Linked DNA regions of Mus musculus: regions 1, 3, 4 and 5 are each linked to region 2. A link is a contact called in public HiChIP or PLAC-seq data. All regions are on one chromosome and are shown on one strand. The core of a region is the stretch at or near the end of the contact, and the rest is flanking DNA. Distances in the headings are between cores, read along the strand shown.

Region 1 (2,700 bases), core at 67-2,566, 1.0 Mb after region 2:
AGAAAGGTCTCATCTGGTTGAGAACTGAAGGTCACAGAGGCCCTGGGTCTGGCTGACTATGCCAAACCCCCGAATCCTAGAAGATTAAAATGTAATCAGAGTTCTTCCTCATACCTCAGGGACACACAGATCTAACATTCCTTTAAAAAAAAGAGAGAGATAAGTTTAATTAATGTATGCATAAAAATAGCCATGGTTAAAAAAATGCTTTCATTTCCTGGGTAATTTTTCGGGGAGTGCATGCATATGGTTGCTGTTATTGCTTGAAAGATAGAAAGATGCTTAAGCCTGCAGCAGTCAAAGGTTTACAAGACGAGGGCTGCTGCTCTCTGCCTGGCCCCGGGAAGGGTGTGATGAACACGATCTGAAATCAATATCAGGGAACAGTTACTGCATCTCAATATTATTTGCGGAGATGGGCTTCTGGGAGGAGAGTGGGTAAGAGAGATATGTCAATAGCTTTAACGAAGCACTCCACAGCCATGCACAAAGGGAGGTCAAATAACTATCAGCCGACCAATCCCAATTGTAAGTAGTAAAAATGATAAAATCAATATTATTAAATAAAAAGTTAGCACTGCTATTGAACCCTCTCATGATCTTGGCAGAGCCTGGCTGCAAACGAAGGAGGCCCTTTTCCAATCTCTTTGCTGGTAAGTGGTGAGGACGGTGAGCATCCGCACCCAGGAATTTTTCACCTGTACACTGAGCCGCAGGAACTGCTAGGAACCAGTGATCCTTGCCAGTCCTGGTCCCACAGCTGGGCCGATCGCTTTGAGCTGGCTTTTGCCTCTCTGTCCTTCTGGGTGGCAGAGGTTGGACTAATTCAAGCCTCTTGAGGAACAAAGGAAGGACCTGCTTGGTGTCCTCGCCAATCTCAAGATTTAGAAATTTATCAGAAAAAAAAAAATCATGGTGCTGGGATGGAGAACAAGGGCATTTCAAGAGCAGAGGACTGACCTGCCCTCCTTGGTAGAGAGGTAGTCTCAAAGCCAAGGCTGTGTTCTTCCTTGCTGCGGCTAATCCTGATTCTGGAAGTGATATGCAGACAGGTACCGAGAAACAAACATTTAGAAAAAGACTGCCCAGTCAAAAATGCCCTAGCCCTGCCTACAAGAAGGGGAAATTAAAAAAAAAGAAAGAAAGAAAGAAAGAAAGAAAGAAAGAAAGAAAGAAAGAAAGAAAGAAAAGAAAAGAAAAGAAAAGAAAAAGAAACAAAACAAAACAAAACGAAAGGAAAGAGTGCCTAAGAGTGAGTAGCAGGCAGCCCGTGGGCGAGGCGGCATGTGCTGCTCTGACCCGCATTTAAACACACAGCTGCTTAGCCTTTCGAGCACCCAGAGTTGGCTCCGTGTTTACATTTCATAGAAGCTACTACAGAGAGTAAACAGGAACCTTTGGTGAATTATTTAGCATACAAATAAGCCAGCAAGGAAGACTAAGTAAGCGCTGTGAACTAACTGGATTGAAATATTCATCTGTAAATAACCCTCCAATCTGGCGCTTTCACGTACAAATACTACATGGAACATTAGACACAACTAGCTTCTAGGGATATTTAGGCTCACTAGAGAGCAATTTTTATGTCTACTGGCATCTGTGGGTAGTGATATGGACTGACTGTTAATATAACCAACATAAAATTTATGTGAACACTCACTGAAATAGCAGCACACTGTCAGACAGCTGGTGGCTGATGCGGAGCACATGCGGGTTTTATATGCACTGCGTAAACTAACCTTTGCAATAAAGATTTAGCAGGTTTATTAGTTTAGGAAATCGCTATAATTAAGGATAATTCATAATGGCCGCTTATCCACTCTCCAGCAATAGCTCGCTTAATTTAGGCTCCATTTCTTTGAGCCATAAATAAGTGAGCTGCTATCTTCTGCACAGATGTGGCATTCAACTTGTTCATGTTGGCTGGTTTTTTGCTTGTGTTTTAATCAAAAGCATTAGTAGGTGAGGCTATAAAAAGCCCAAGGTTTGAAATAAAATTAGCAAGGGCTGCACTGGCAAAGTTTATTTTTATCTCCTAGCTTCCTTCCCCCTCACAAACAACCTCAGCGCCAAAGATCTAACCTCCCCTTCCAGAGGTAAGAGCGATTACAAACAAATAATCCTTTAAAGTGTGCTAAAGGAGCTTTCATTTTAAAATCCAAGGAGAGGGAACGTGACAGAGCAATAACGTTAATGAAGGCCAAAGAAATATGAGCGTGACCTCTCTACAGTATTTCCATTTAACTGCGCATGTAATTAAAGCCTGACCTTTGTGAGTGCAGCACACTCGGCTGTGCGGGGCTGTGCGGCAACTTCCCCTGTGATCCGAGCTCCTCTGCAGGGAGACAGCGGACATTTCCACAAGTGCAGTGCTGTCTCCTGCCTTCAGGATTGGCCAGGACGCACGGTCACGCGCTTGCTCCCTGTTCCATGGATGGGGATACTCTGTGCTGCCTCTTAGCTACACCTGACGCTCTTCCTGCACACAGCCTCTGACTCTTCCTGCCAGTGGGCATTTTCTGCAGACACCCAGGGCATGAGTCAGCAAAAGGTAGCCAATGCCCGAACCCAGGCCCGGATTCTACCCTGAACTAGCTGGTAAGTATGCATTAGGTACGGGGCAAGCACTCCTTGGCCTGGTTTGAGCAGTCTGCAAAGGGAAGCTTACCCCTCATGCATCTCCCCCAGGGAACTGCAGTG
Region 2 (2,700 bases), core at 30-2,529:
TGTGTGTGTGTGTGACTATTTTGGAGATAATGGAGAACAGTGATGGGCATTCTCAGACTTCTCCAAGGAAAGCCTCACCACTGCACAACGCCCTGGTTTGGAAACTGGAGGGAAGCTGAAGTAGAGAGCTTAGAAAAGAGTGGGATTTGGGATCGGAGCAGAGGTCAACAAATGAGCAGTGCAGTGCCAATGCGCTGAAGTCCTTTTGTTTTCTCCTGAGAGTACCCTGGCCACCGAATCTGTCCAAGGGTAACCCTGACTACAAGTTCCCTCAGATCCCACCCACCTCGCACACAGAGTGCGTTTCAGGTGGCACTCAAAGAGTGAAAGCTCTCAGACTGGCATCAGGATGTCAGCGGGTGCTGTGGCACATTTCCCGGTCCGTGCTCTTTCTGACTTCCCTTGGGTCAAGGAGAAGAGGAAGCTCGGGGATTACTGGGCATCCCTCTAGCCTGCCTCTGCCACCCCCACCCCCTAACTCTACTCACCTGGGATGTGCTGCCATACGGGTGTCCAAAAGGTGAAAAGGCCATAGCAGGGCGTCTTCAGGGACTTGAGTCCCTCTTTCCTTTCGAGTCCCTTGCTCAGCTCTGTGATTCGATGACCCCAGCAGCGCAGCGCAGCGTCTGGTTTTCTTACAGGGCTGCAGGAGCTGGCCGCCAGTTCGTTGGCAGGAGGGGAGAGACGGGAGGCAGAATCAAAGGCAGAGGGGCTGCCGAGTTCTGCGATTGGTAAGGCACCCCTACGGCCTGTGGGTTCCAGAAGGCAGAGGGGCCCATGGATCGGCGGCAGAATTAGGAAGAAGGAGTAGGGTGCCAAAGGCGCGCAGGGGCAAGGTGAGGTACAGCGCAGCGTCGGGCTGTGAGGTTCCCGAGGTGTCCCAGTCCAAGGTGGCCAGAGGCTCAACGTGACGTCACGGTAATCCCCGGCCGCCAGAGGGGACCGCGGGCCCCGGGGCCCCGGGCCACCGAGTGTGCCAAGGGCAGCCAGCCCGTGTACATGCACGCACTCTCGGATACACTCGTTCTTGCTCTGCGAGGTTTGTGCAACGGGCGAGAAACGTCAAAGACCCTGACCCTCGACTCGCCGCTAGATCCTACCCTCTTTCGCCTGCAGCTCACGCGCGCGCGCGCACACAGACCCTCTCCAAATTCCCCGGGAGAAGTGGGAAATACGCCTCCCGGCGAGCCGTGCGGGCCCAGGGTGCAGCGTGCTCGCCTCCTCCCCTGCGGCCCCCGAGGAGGCAAGAGGCAAGCGGGGCGGCGAGGGAGGAGAGAATACAAAAGAAGAGCCCAGAGGAAACTGGGGGAGGCAGGCAAGGGGGGAGAAAAAGGAGGGAGAGGAGAGCTGAGGAGTCTGATGGCGGGGGTGGGGGGTGGGGGGAGTGGGGTGGGCGAGGGCTGGGAGGAGGCAGAGCCGGAGCAGGTGGAGGAGAGCAGGGGCTCGCAGGACCAGCCTCCAACTACAACCCATCTCCGCCTCTCCTCTGCATCAAAGTTTGTTGGCCCCTCCGTCCCGGGAGCTCTTAGGGTTGGACCAGCTCCAGCAGCTTTGATCAAGCCCCCCGGGCAGCCCATCTGTGTCCTTGGGGATGTGGCTTGGGTCTCAGTTTCCCCAAATCGTTGGCTAATCCCAGCCCTGGCCAGGTCCTTGACCTCTTGGGCGTCTCTGCAGAGGTCTGGCCCTGGGCTAGACCGACGAGCGCCCCCTCCAGATCGAGGTGCAGCCTCTGTAAGAGAGCTCCCATACACGCACCAAGTCTGATCCCTTGCATCTGTAGGCTGCCAGCCAAGAGTCTGGGCCATCTCCGCCAGAGGCCAGGCTTGGCTCCTTCCCGAGTGCCGCCAGCGGTGTCCGCCCCAAGCCCGAAAGCGGGGCGAAGGCTTCACGGCCCCAGGGCTACCTCTGCACTCCTCTTGGGGTGGCGCTGGCGAGCCGTAGAGGAGAGCTCCGGAGGGAGTAGCGCCAGGGACACTCAGCTGGGCCCAATGGTGTAATAAACTCCTTCGCTGGCTTTTCAAAAAAAAGCACCGATGCCTCTGGAAACAGGGGGTTGCTTGCAAGACTTCCGGACAGGGGTGGCCAGTTAGCAAGTGCTATAGATTTTGCACACTTACAGGCTGACACCATTCCGAAGACATGTCTAAGGATCAGGAGGGGCTTGCAGACTGGCGATGAAAGGTCTTAGGTGGCGCTGCTGCGGCACCAGGTGGGGTTTGCAATTCAGAAAGCCTTACCTTTCAGTCGCCCTGTCACAGCGCTAGTGCACTTGACAGGTCTTGGACGGTCCTAGATCTTTACTATACCTCCTCTAGGGGTTCCGGAGTTTGTTCAGGGACAATGTTTTATTTTTCTATTGAAACTCGAGACGGTGTGATCCAGGGGATACTGAGAGCTCTCAGTTCTTGCCAGGAGAAAGAGGCAAGGTTGGGGGCCCAGGCAGGAAGTCCCTCCACAAGTTTGCCTCTGGCCTCTGACTTGGCAAGCCACACCCAGTGACCTCTTTAGAATGGCACTCTAGGCTCAGCATCTGCTCACCTCTCACAGTTTATGTTTAATAGACAAGGAGCTTAAAGAGGGCACAAACCACAGATGAGTCTACAAATCCAGCTGCTGCCACAGGCCATGGTTACCTTGGTGAAACCTTGCTTTTAAACTGGGAGCGTCCTTGTAAGAAAAAGAATTATAGTCGTTGCCAGA
Region 3 (2,700 bases), core at 77-2,576, 1.1 Mb after region 2:
TATTTCCCTCACACTCTGCGGGGATGCCTAACATCATGACAACAGAGAGGAGGAAAGGTCTCTGGTCCTGCCTACCTGCAAGTTTCTGTAAAATAATGAATACAGACAGCTTGGGGACTGTCCACCTGCGCTACCTGCCTCTGCCTGCCTCCAAAGTGAAACCACCGGGGATTGGCAGAAGGCACTTGTCTGACAGGGCCAGGACAGCCTTTCTCCTCCACGACAGCCCGGGCCTACCCTCTTAAACTTGACCCACCGTAATTCCTTCACAATGCAGCAGCGAGGCAGCTGACAGTAGCAGCTGCAGTTCTAAGCGAGATGGATGGAATTTTCATAACTGGTTCCCCAAGTTACATTTTACCTTCAAGATAATTTATGAGCTGCTCTGAAGCCTTGAAGAGACAATATGCTTGCCATAAAATTAACTCTAACAGTCTTGTAGGTTATAATTAACACTGGGAGGGGAACGCCAACTGGACGAAACACATGGCGTAATTGATGGTGAAGCAGGGCGCAGAGGAGGCTGGCAGTGTGACTGCTGCTGCTGCTGCTGCTGCTGCTGCTGAGCACGAGTGTGAGAGCACATGCACACACGCACGCACACAAGTGCACATGCGCACACGCACACAGACACACACTCAGCACAACCCGGGCTTTTCTGAGGCTTCATCACAGTCACCTAGCAGGCCTCATGGCCAGGGACAGAAGAAGCCAGAGCTGAGCAGGGAGGTAGGGGGTTTGAAGCTCAACCCTGGGGCAAGTGGGTGGAGCCACAGAGCGGAAGGGGATGGGCAGCAATCCTGGAACTGTCAAGGAGCTGGGTGGTATACTGACAGCTCAGGCCAGGTCCCACAGGGGAGCCTTCCATGAAAAAAATGACTTCATTAAACAAACAAACAAACAAACAAACAAGCAATCATCTTTGGCAGTGAAGGATACACAAAAAATAGAGAATCAAGATTTCTAAAAAGGTTCTTCCAGGACTCAAGCTAGACACTCAGAACACCACAGAAGGAAGTCTTTTCTACAGTGTGGACATCTCAGGAGCCAACAAAGGTGATCAGTGAAACGTGGATGTTTATTAAATTACAAAGTCCAGGGGTGACAACAGAGGAGGCTAATCAGAAGTCATGCCAATCACTGCGGTTTTTCCTGACATGGCAAGCTGTTTCTGTCTGTGCCTGAATCCTGAACTGCCCGATCGACACTCATGCCTAACACTGGGACCAGTCAAATAATTTTAATGAGCAATTTTAAGGTGACTGGCCTATTTTCCTTCTCTGGTTTGGTTTGTTTTTGTCCTAGGACAAGATACTGGAGAGTTCTGATAAATGACGCAACAGTGCCCCCTGCAGGCCGTCTGTGCTGCACTCCGCCAACCTGGCACCTTCTGAACCAGAAGCCAGCTCAACTTTATCTATAACCTGGAATATTCATTACAGAGTAAATTTGTAAAATACACTGGGGACACCCCTGAGATAGAATAAAATGACTATTCTTCACGTGTAGTAAATTGTTTCCCAGATATAAACATACTGTTCCGCTGACGAGGAACCTGTGATAGAGCAGATAAATCGCTACCCTTTCACCTCAGGGCGCCTGCTCCACTCGGCCTTGATTAACACGGCCCCAAAATTACTTGACCTGGAGGCTGTACAGAGTCTTGGAGGCTCAACTTTGATGTTCTCTCATCTTCCTCCCCACTCTCCTGCCTCCTAAAAAGATTGCAATCAATACAAAAGAAACAACACAGCTATAAAAGGTGGAGACTTCCCGTTAGAAGACTAATGGTGGCGAGATTCATACGGCACGGGCTGCAGATGACTGCCTCGCCGAGAGATGCACTCAGAGCGGCACACACGGCGAGGTGTGCTCAGGTGGCAGAGGAAATAGGTATTTACACACACAATTGCTTATCCCCACACCGGGAAAGACCTGGAAGCACTGGACGTCCTGTACGGTGAGACCGAAGTCAACACACTGAGCCATGTGAGTAGCTGACAGAGCTTTGCCACTGTCCCACTGTGCTCCTAGCAGCGGAGCCAGGCATGCTAACTTAAGTTTCATCTCTACTACTGACTAGCAGTCAGCCTGGGCGACGTGCTCTGTATCCTGAGCTGCAGTCTCATCACAGAGAGCACTGAGCACTTCCAGTTGTTGTCAGCTGGTTCTAGTTCACTATCACTACCGGTGGCTCCACTCCAAGTTTTAAGGGAAAGGAGGGAGAAAGCCATGTCTATGATTGCCGCTCTCCGGGATCTTTTATCCAGGCTGGAAGATGTCACCTGCCTGGAGGGTCACGTGGCTCAAGACGCTGTATTTTAGGTAAAGTTGAATTGATCCAAAGTGTCTGTGAACTGCCTAGATTTTTACACCCAGTTGCTCAGAGAGCCTGGAGCCCAGACCTACATCTGTCATTTCTAGGTGCGAATACTTAGCCCAAGCCCAGAGAAGGACTAGCGCAGGTTGTTTCCTCTCTACACCTCACTCAGCACTAACGGGCCTCCATTATCAGTGTGGGGCTTCACATTTGGACACTCTGCCAAAGGAGAGGGCAGTGTGAAAGAGTGCATTCTTGACTTTGTTCTTTTGGTCCGTCCGGGCACTGTTCTATTGCTGTGAGAAGACAACTTGGCCAAGGAAATTAATTAATAAGAGAGAGCATTTAACTGGAGACTTGTTTATGGTTTCAGAGGGTGA
Region 4 (2,700 bases), core at 116-2,615, 1.1 Mb after region 2:
TATTTTATTGGTGTTATAACGGCCACAATTTTAAGAGGCATATACAGCGCAAGTGGGCAACTCTTAAAGTGTTAACCCAGTTCCAGACAGTCCAAATGTGTCGAGTTAGCAAACAAGATAAATGACTGTCTGACATGATGTTTTATAAATCCTATTAACAGGCTGTAAAGGAGGTGATAGTTCCCTAAACAGGAAAATTAATTTTCTCAGTCCAATCCCCACTGTACATACAAGAATGCGGAGTATCTGAGGGGCTCATTGTTCATGCTGATTTCAGCTTGTGTATTAATGGAACTCTCTGGCAATCACGCTTCATACTCTTCAAAGTACCTGGACGCTCGTTAGTCCCCTGGGTGTGTTTTGCTTTTATTTTGTTGGAATAACAGAGACAGGCACAGCACAGCGGCTCACTGCAGTTGGTTTAAAGCTGAGCTAGAACCTTGGCTGTTCCTTGAGACTTTTACACTGCGTGCGGACCTAGAGAGCCAGTTTGTTACATGGAGATGGGCATTTATTCCCACGCTCTCTGCCCGTGGCCTGGGAGGGTGCTAACACTGTTTATAACCCTGTATCTGATTAAACTGGAGTGAAGTTTGCTTATTACTTGATATTTTCACTCTTCAAATCACAGAAGCTAATGACTCTCAACCTTATGGAAATAAGCAGCCCTTCTGTGAATGGCGTGTGCTCCCTTTATTTTAAGACCAAGACACATTCTAATGATTGGCACAATTCTGGTTTTGCCTTTTCTTGCCAGAAAGAAAATATGGCTTTAATAGAAGTGTACATCTGTGTGGTATTACATGCATGTAAAACAGATGTAACCTAATTACGTTTTCATTTAAATTGCTAAATAGCTACTTAAGTAAAAAGCTAAAATAACATACAAACAACAGTTACTATAATGACAAGTGTACTTAGAATTACATGAAAAGGATCAAAGCTACAGGAGACAGAATTTGAGTTGGTCTTTCAGAAAAGACAGAGTGACACACCAATGCAGTCTTCAGCTTACTCAGTAATCTATGGTCTCCCCAGCTAGACCTCACTGCAGAGTTTGCCGCAGCCTAGACACAGGGAAGAAAACCTACAGCATTTACAGAAGGCTGTGTGGTTCAGGACGATTAGACACACTCTACCAGAGATTACATAGCAAACCCTAAATTGGAAATTAGAATTCCAAGGCAATACAATCAGCCTGATTAGAGTTCTAAGCAGATCCTGTGAGGCTGGGATCAGAAAGCAGCTCCCAACTTCGAGATCAGAGTCTCCTTTTTGTATTTCTAGGACACAACACAGTGTTGCTGATTGCATATTCATGACAGGGCCCTTCCTGCGCCACACAAAGGCTCCTCAGATATCCAGGGCATTTGGGATGATCCTCAGCCCTGGTGCCCACTGAGCGCAAGGTTAGCTCTCACAAAGGAGCAGGGGACAACATATCACCAACAGTGATATGAGCTCAACAGTGAGCTCTAGACAACTCTTCAACCTGACCCTGCTGGGGGGTGGGGGTGGTAGAGGATGGATGCCTGGCCCGAGCCTTGCCTTTTCTATTTCAACCACATTTTTAACTAAAGCGAATTTCCGGTATTTGGTGACAGTGGTTTTGTTTTAAGTGGACTAAGAGTGCTGGAGTATCAGCGCCCCGTGAGCTTATCTCGGGATCAGAACTGTCTGTCAGCCAACGCACAGGACTTGGAACAGGAGTGCAAGCTGCAGACGCTCCCACTCAGCTTTCTCTTCTAAACCAGACGGGCCAGTTTTACTCAAGTTTAGTCAGGACTGCAAACATAAAATAAAGTAAAATAAAACAAAATAAAGGCTCTAAATCTGGCTTTGTTTGTTTGCCTGTTTTGTGGGTCTGAAATGTTTAAGACTTTTCAAAACTAAAGGGACCATCCCTGCTGAACCTGAACCAAGAAGTTTCCTACATGGACAGATTCTAAATTTAGCATCCTATTTAAGGTCTTACACACACACACACACACACACACACCCCTTCCCAACTATAAACACAGACTGTGGACGGAGCTCAGAGGCAGAGAGCTTGCCTGCATGTGTGAGGCCCCAAGCTCTATCACACGCACAGCAAAAACAAAATAAAAATAAGATAAAAAATATATAGGTAGCCTCATTTTATCCATCAGATGCCCTTTCTCTAGGAGGGAAAAGATGACAAGTCTGACAGTCATGAGGTTGGGAGCTGGAAAAGGAAGTGTCAACCTTGCGTGGCTGGCTTGTGCATCTCAGACAGTATCTTAACTTAATGGTGGATAGTAGGGCTGCAAAGACGGGCACGTGGCCACCCATCACCTTTCTTTGGTGAATGTGGTACTTTAGACCCAAGTGGGCCCCGTGCACTCAAAGGTTAGGGTGGGATTTACTTAGTTTTCTTCTTCACATTTGGTCATCCTACCCCTGTGGTGAAACACACTACCAGTTCCCAACTCTGGATCCACAAGAGAAATGAGCTGTATCTGTGAAGAGGACAGGAAACACAATTCAAGAACCTTCCGTTGTCTAGCCGAGTCTTTCATCCAGGGTTTTGGCTTGGTCTCTTGTCCTCTGCTGTTCACTCTGTGTAAAGAATGTCCATAAAGTTTCACAACGACTGAGAACATGGTTGTGAGGGACAAGCGGAGTCTTGCCGCTGTGATTTTGTAACCAATTATTTCATTTGTATTTTATAAATGGATC
Region 5 (2,700 bases), core at 176-2,675, 1.0 Mb after region 2:
TAAGATACAAAGTATCTCATGACCACAGCTCAGTAGTCAGTGGTTTGCTCATCTAGCAAGGCCTAGTTCAGCCTCTAGTAGTCTCACTGGGAACAAGTATTTTGAACTCTGAGGTTGGTACAAACATCTTTGAAATTGTCTCTGTACCAGTCGGCTTGTCAGTTGGATAGTCTTAACAAACTGTCTCAGCTCCAAACAGATACTAATAGTCTGCAAAATTGGACTTGAACCCAGTGCCCACTGCTAAGAGAACAGTATTAACTGCAGGATACCTATAGAATGGACTCCTTGGCAACAGTAAAACAGGCCGGCGGGGAGTGGGGAGAGAGGGGGTATTGATCTGCTCTGCCATAGAAAGATTTCCAAACACAACATGATTGCTAATTAAAACCCACCACCACCACCACCACCACCACCACCACCACCACCACCACCACCACCACCACCATCATCACCACCACCACCACCACCACCACCACCATCACCACCACCACCATCATCACCACAAAACCACAAGAAAACAACCCGGACACTGATGATACCAGCAAAATAGCCCCTTATTTGCCTCTGGGTCCACACATGCACATCTACAGATGCAGGGAGTAACATCTAGGAGAGCAAGGGCATGAGTGGGGTGAGCTGTGGTCCAAGAGGACTCTGCTCTTATCTAAAAAGCGTATGCTTTGGTGAGGGAATATATTTGTGCATTATGCTTGTGTGGCTGGGACCAGAGGAGGATGCAAGCAGCTGGAGGAACCGGCTCTCCTCAGCTGGGGATGCTTGGCAGTCGTTCCAGGTCATAAAGCCTTTGGTCCCCAGCTCCTCACTCTCGGACCCAATTCTGGGAACCCAGTGAGAATGAAGCTCCTGGTCTGGACAGGTCAGCTAGGTAAAAGAAGTCTTTTGCATCGTGAGGGAGATTTATCCACGCATTCTTTGCTGGCTTTGATAAAGACAGGCTCCTCGGAGGGCTGGAGGGGGGGATTTATTTTGAAAGCCCACCTCGTGTCTCTAAACTTCTGTTGATGAGACTGAGGCTCAGCCCGGGAAATGGTAAACGGGGTAGGAAGGTCCCGGTCCTAATCCTGAACGATGTGTACGACTTCTCTCCCCTCTTCACGCCTGTTAAGAAAGCTTGTCAAAACAAAGCTGGCGAGTGGAAACAGATGTTTTTTTTTTCCCTACCAAAATGCTCTCAGGAATAGTTCTGTCTCTTTTCTGAGTTAACTGTACAAACAGCTTCTCCTTGTCCTCTGTGAAGCCCCTGGCATGCTTCTTGGGCCCCTCTGGGCATACATACTCAAAAGGGTCTGGCCACGGAGGCCTAAAGGTCCCTTAAACCCTGAGGACAGGGCAAGGCCTGGGGCTCTCAGTCCATGCTCTGCCTGGAGCAGCCTACACGGCAAAGTGGGCACAGTCTTAGCTGGCCTCCCAGAAGGCCGGTGTCCACTCTCTGCTGACTCTGCCTTGCCCTTCCCTAAGTGGCCTCCTCTAGGATGCTGAGGGGCTTGGGGCTACAGGATTCACCCCTTGCAGTTCACGACCCCTCCCCCAAGACTTCGCTTTTAGGCACCTTTGTTGCTAAAGGCATTTAACTCTAATTCCATTTGACTTCAATTGTGTCCAAATTACTGTAAAAAGGAAGAAGACAACACGCTGTAAATATGAAGAGAGACAGAAAATCATTGAGAATCCTGCCTTTATGAATATTTGATGAGGAAAGGTTAGATCCATAGCTGGTAAATTATAAGAAATTATGTCCGTCATGTGACTCTGTCAGCAGGGGTTAATACAAATGGTGTGGGCCTTAGTTGGGATGACAATGCAGATTAGAAAAGATTTGCCCTGTCCGCGCCACCGCAATCCCTTTTTCTTCTATTATTGGTGTAATAGAGTTGATCATTAGGACTGTGCAACAGAGCACTTGTTTTCTCAGTCCGTCACTACATTTTCACAATGCATTTTTCATCTCTGCTAATCTCGCCCTTAATTGTGTGGTCGCTGTGGGCAGGATCCAATTATTAACTCTTTTGATCCTTCGGTGGCCCTGCCTTGGAGCTCGCAGATGAGACGGACGCCGGGCAGTCAGCCTGCATTTCTCTGCATCTGGATGCATGGATCTTGTGGTTCATTTAGTGTAAGCAGGGAAAAAAAATGGTTATTTTTCTCAAATAACAGCTCTAGCCAAGTGTGAAATTGTATATAATTGTGTTATAGGATCCTGCCCGGGTTAAAGGGCTTCTTGGAGCTTCCATGATGAACCTGATTTCTCAGGTGTTTATGATTTGCTTTCAGTTTTAAGAAATCTGAATTAGACCTGACGTGTTCTGCCTGGAGGCTTATTGTTGTTGTTGTTGTTACTTTGCGGAGGGGATTAACGTGGCAATCCTGGATCGTTTGTACCGATGGCCAGGGCAGTGGCCTTGATAAACAGAGGTGGGGACTCTGATGACCGGGCAGCTTGGTGACCCCAACAGGGCTGGGGGGGATCTTGAAAGTGGGTGCTGGTGAGAAGCCAGCTCCTGAAGGAGAGTGGGGCCAGTGAGATGACTCAGCTAGCAAAGTCGCTTGCCACCCAGCCTGATGATGGGAGGTTCATCTTGGACTCCACATAGTAGACAGAGAGAAATAACCTCCTTACATGCTCCTTAGAATATGCACTGATCTTACACCCCACCCTGCTAAACAAACAAACATTTA

The links. HiChIP or PLAC-seq counts read pairs in DNA pulled down with a chosen protein or histone mark.
Region 1: an H3K4me3 HiChIP or PLAC-seq map of stem cell-derived neural progenitor cells shows a contact between it and region 2, with 3 times the contacts expected there. The contact joins the enhancer-like site here to the promoter of Irx6 in region 2. A contact is called at or near these places in 6 of 39 promoter capture datasets (the 3T3-L1 cell line, cranial neural crest, hippocampal neurons and 3 more), 5 of 115 datasets of contacts at active chromatin or transcription factors (embryonic forebrain, embryonic midbrain, embryonic stem cells and 2 more) and 1 of 9 other capture datasets (embryonic stem cells).
Region 3: an H3K4me3 HiChIP or PLAC-seq map of craniofacial prominence shows a contact between it and region 2, with 9 times the contacts expected there. The contact joins the enhancer-like site here to the promoter of Irx6 in region 2. A contact is called at or near these places in 8 of 39 promoter capture datasets (the 3T3-L1 cell line, cranial neural crest, embryonic stem cells and 4 more), 2 of 484 Hi-C or Micro-C datasets (embryonic stem cells and nephron progenitors), 8 of 115 datasets of contacts at active chromatin or transcription factors (craniofacial prominence, embryonic forebrain, embryonic hindbrain and 5 more) and 1 of 9 other capture datasets (embryonic stem cells).
Region 4: an H3K4me3 HiChIP or PLAC-seq map of embryonic forebrain shows a contact between it and region 2, with 5 times the contacts expected there. The contact joins the enhancer-like site here to the promoter of Irx6 in region 2. A contact is called at or near these places in 5 of 39 promoter capture datasets (the C10 cell line, cranial neural crest, hippocampal neurons and 2 more) and 2 of 115 datasets of contacts at active chromatin or transcription factors (embryonic forebrain and stem cell-derived neural progenitor cells).
Region 5: a contact with region 2 is called in an H3K4me3 HiChIP or PLAC-seq map of embryonic midbrain, with 4 times the contacts expected there. The contact joins the enhancer-like site here to the promoter of Irx6 in region 2. A contact is called at or near these places in 8 of 39 promoter capture datasets (the 3T3-L1 cell line, cranial neural crest, hematopoietic stem and progenitor cells and 5 more) and 2 of 115 datasets of contacts at active chromatin or transcription factors (embryonic forebrain and embryonic midbrain).

What each region holds. Positions count from the first base shown.
Region 1 is chr8:91,629,492-91,632,191 of GRCm38.p6, reverse strand. The region is part of intron 8 of Fto (fat mass and obesity associated); the gene reads right to left. Among named protein-coding and RNA genes, the nearest start is that of Gm36325, 84 kb to the left of the region's middle. Within about 2 kb of position 1,316, at least 43 of the 459 cell types and tissues checked have an H3K27ac peak or open chromatin away from gene starts, as enhancers often do. A contact at or near this core is called in stem cell-derived neural progenitor cells, where this site is marked.
Region 2 is chr8:92,672,868-92,675,567 of GRCm38.p6, reverse strand. Irx6 (Iroquois homeobox 6) reads right to left here and starts at 1,279. Exons shown (of 6, transcript NM_022428.3): 1 at 489-1,279. The coding sequence starts at 533.
Region 3 is chr8:91,530,822-91,533,521 of GRCm38.p6, reverse strand. The region is part of intron 8 of Fto (fat mass and obesity associated); the gene reads right to left. Among named protein-coding and RNA genes, the nearest start is that of 4831440D22Rik, 64 kb to the right of the region's middle. Within about 2 kb of position 1,326, at least 14 of the 459 cell types and tissues checked have an H3K27ac peak or open chromatin away from gene starts, as enhancers often do.
Region 4 is chr8:91,565,041-91,567,740 of GRCm38.p6, reverse strand. All of the region lies in intron 8 of Fto (fat mass and obesity associated), which reads right to left. Among named protein-coding and RNA genes, the nearest start is that of 4831440D22Rik, 99 kb to the right of the region's middle. Within about 2 kb of position 1,365, at least 49 of the 459 cell types and tissues checked have an H3K27ac peak or open chromatin away from gene starts, as enhancers often do. A contact at or near this core is called in stem cell-derived neural progenitor cells, where this site is marked.
Region 5 is chr8:91,647,461-91,650,160 of GRCm38.p6, reverse strand. The region is part of intron 8 of Fto (fat mass and obesity associated); the gene reads right to left. Among named protein-coding and RNA genes, the nearest start is that of Gm36325, 66 kb to the left of the region's middle. Within about 2 kb of position 1,425, at least 17 of the 459 cell types and tissues checked have an H3K27ac peak or open chromatin away from gene starts, as enhancers often do.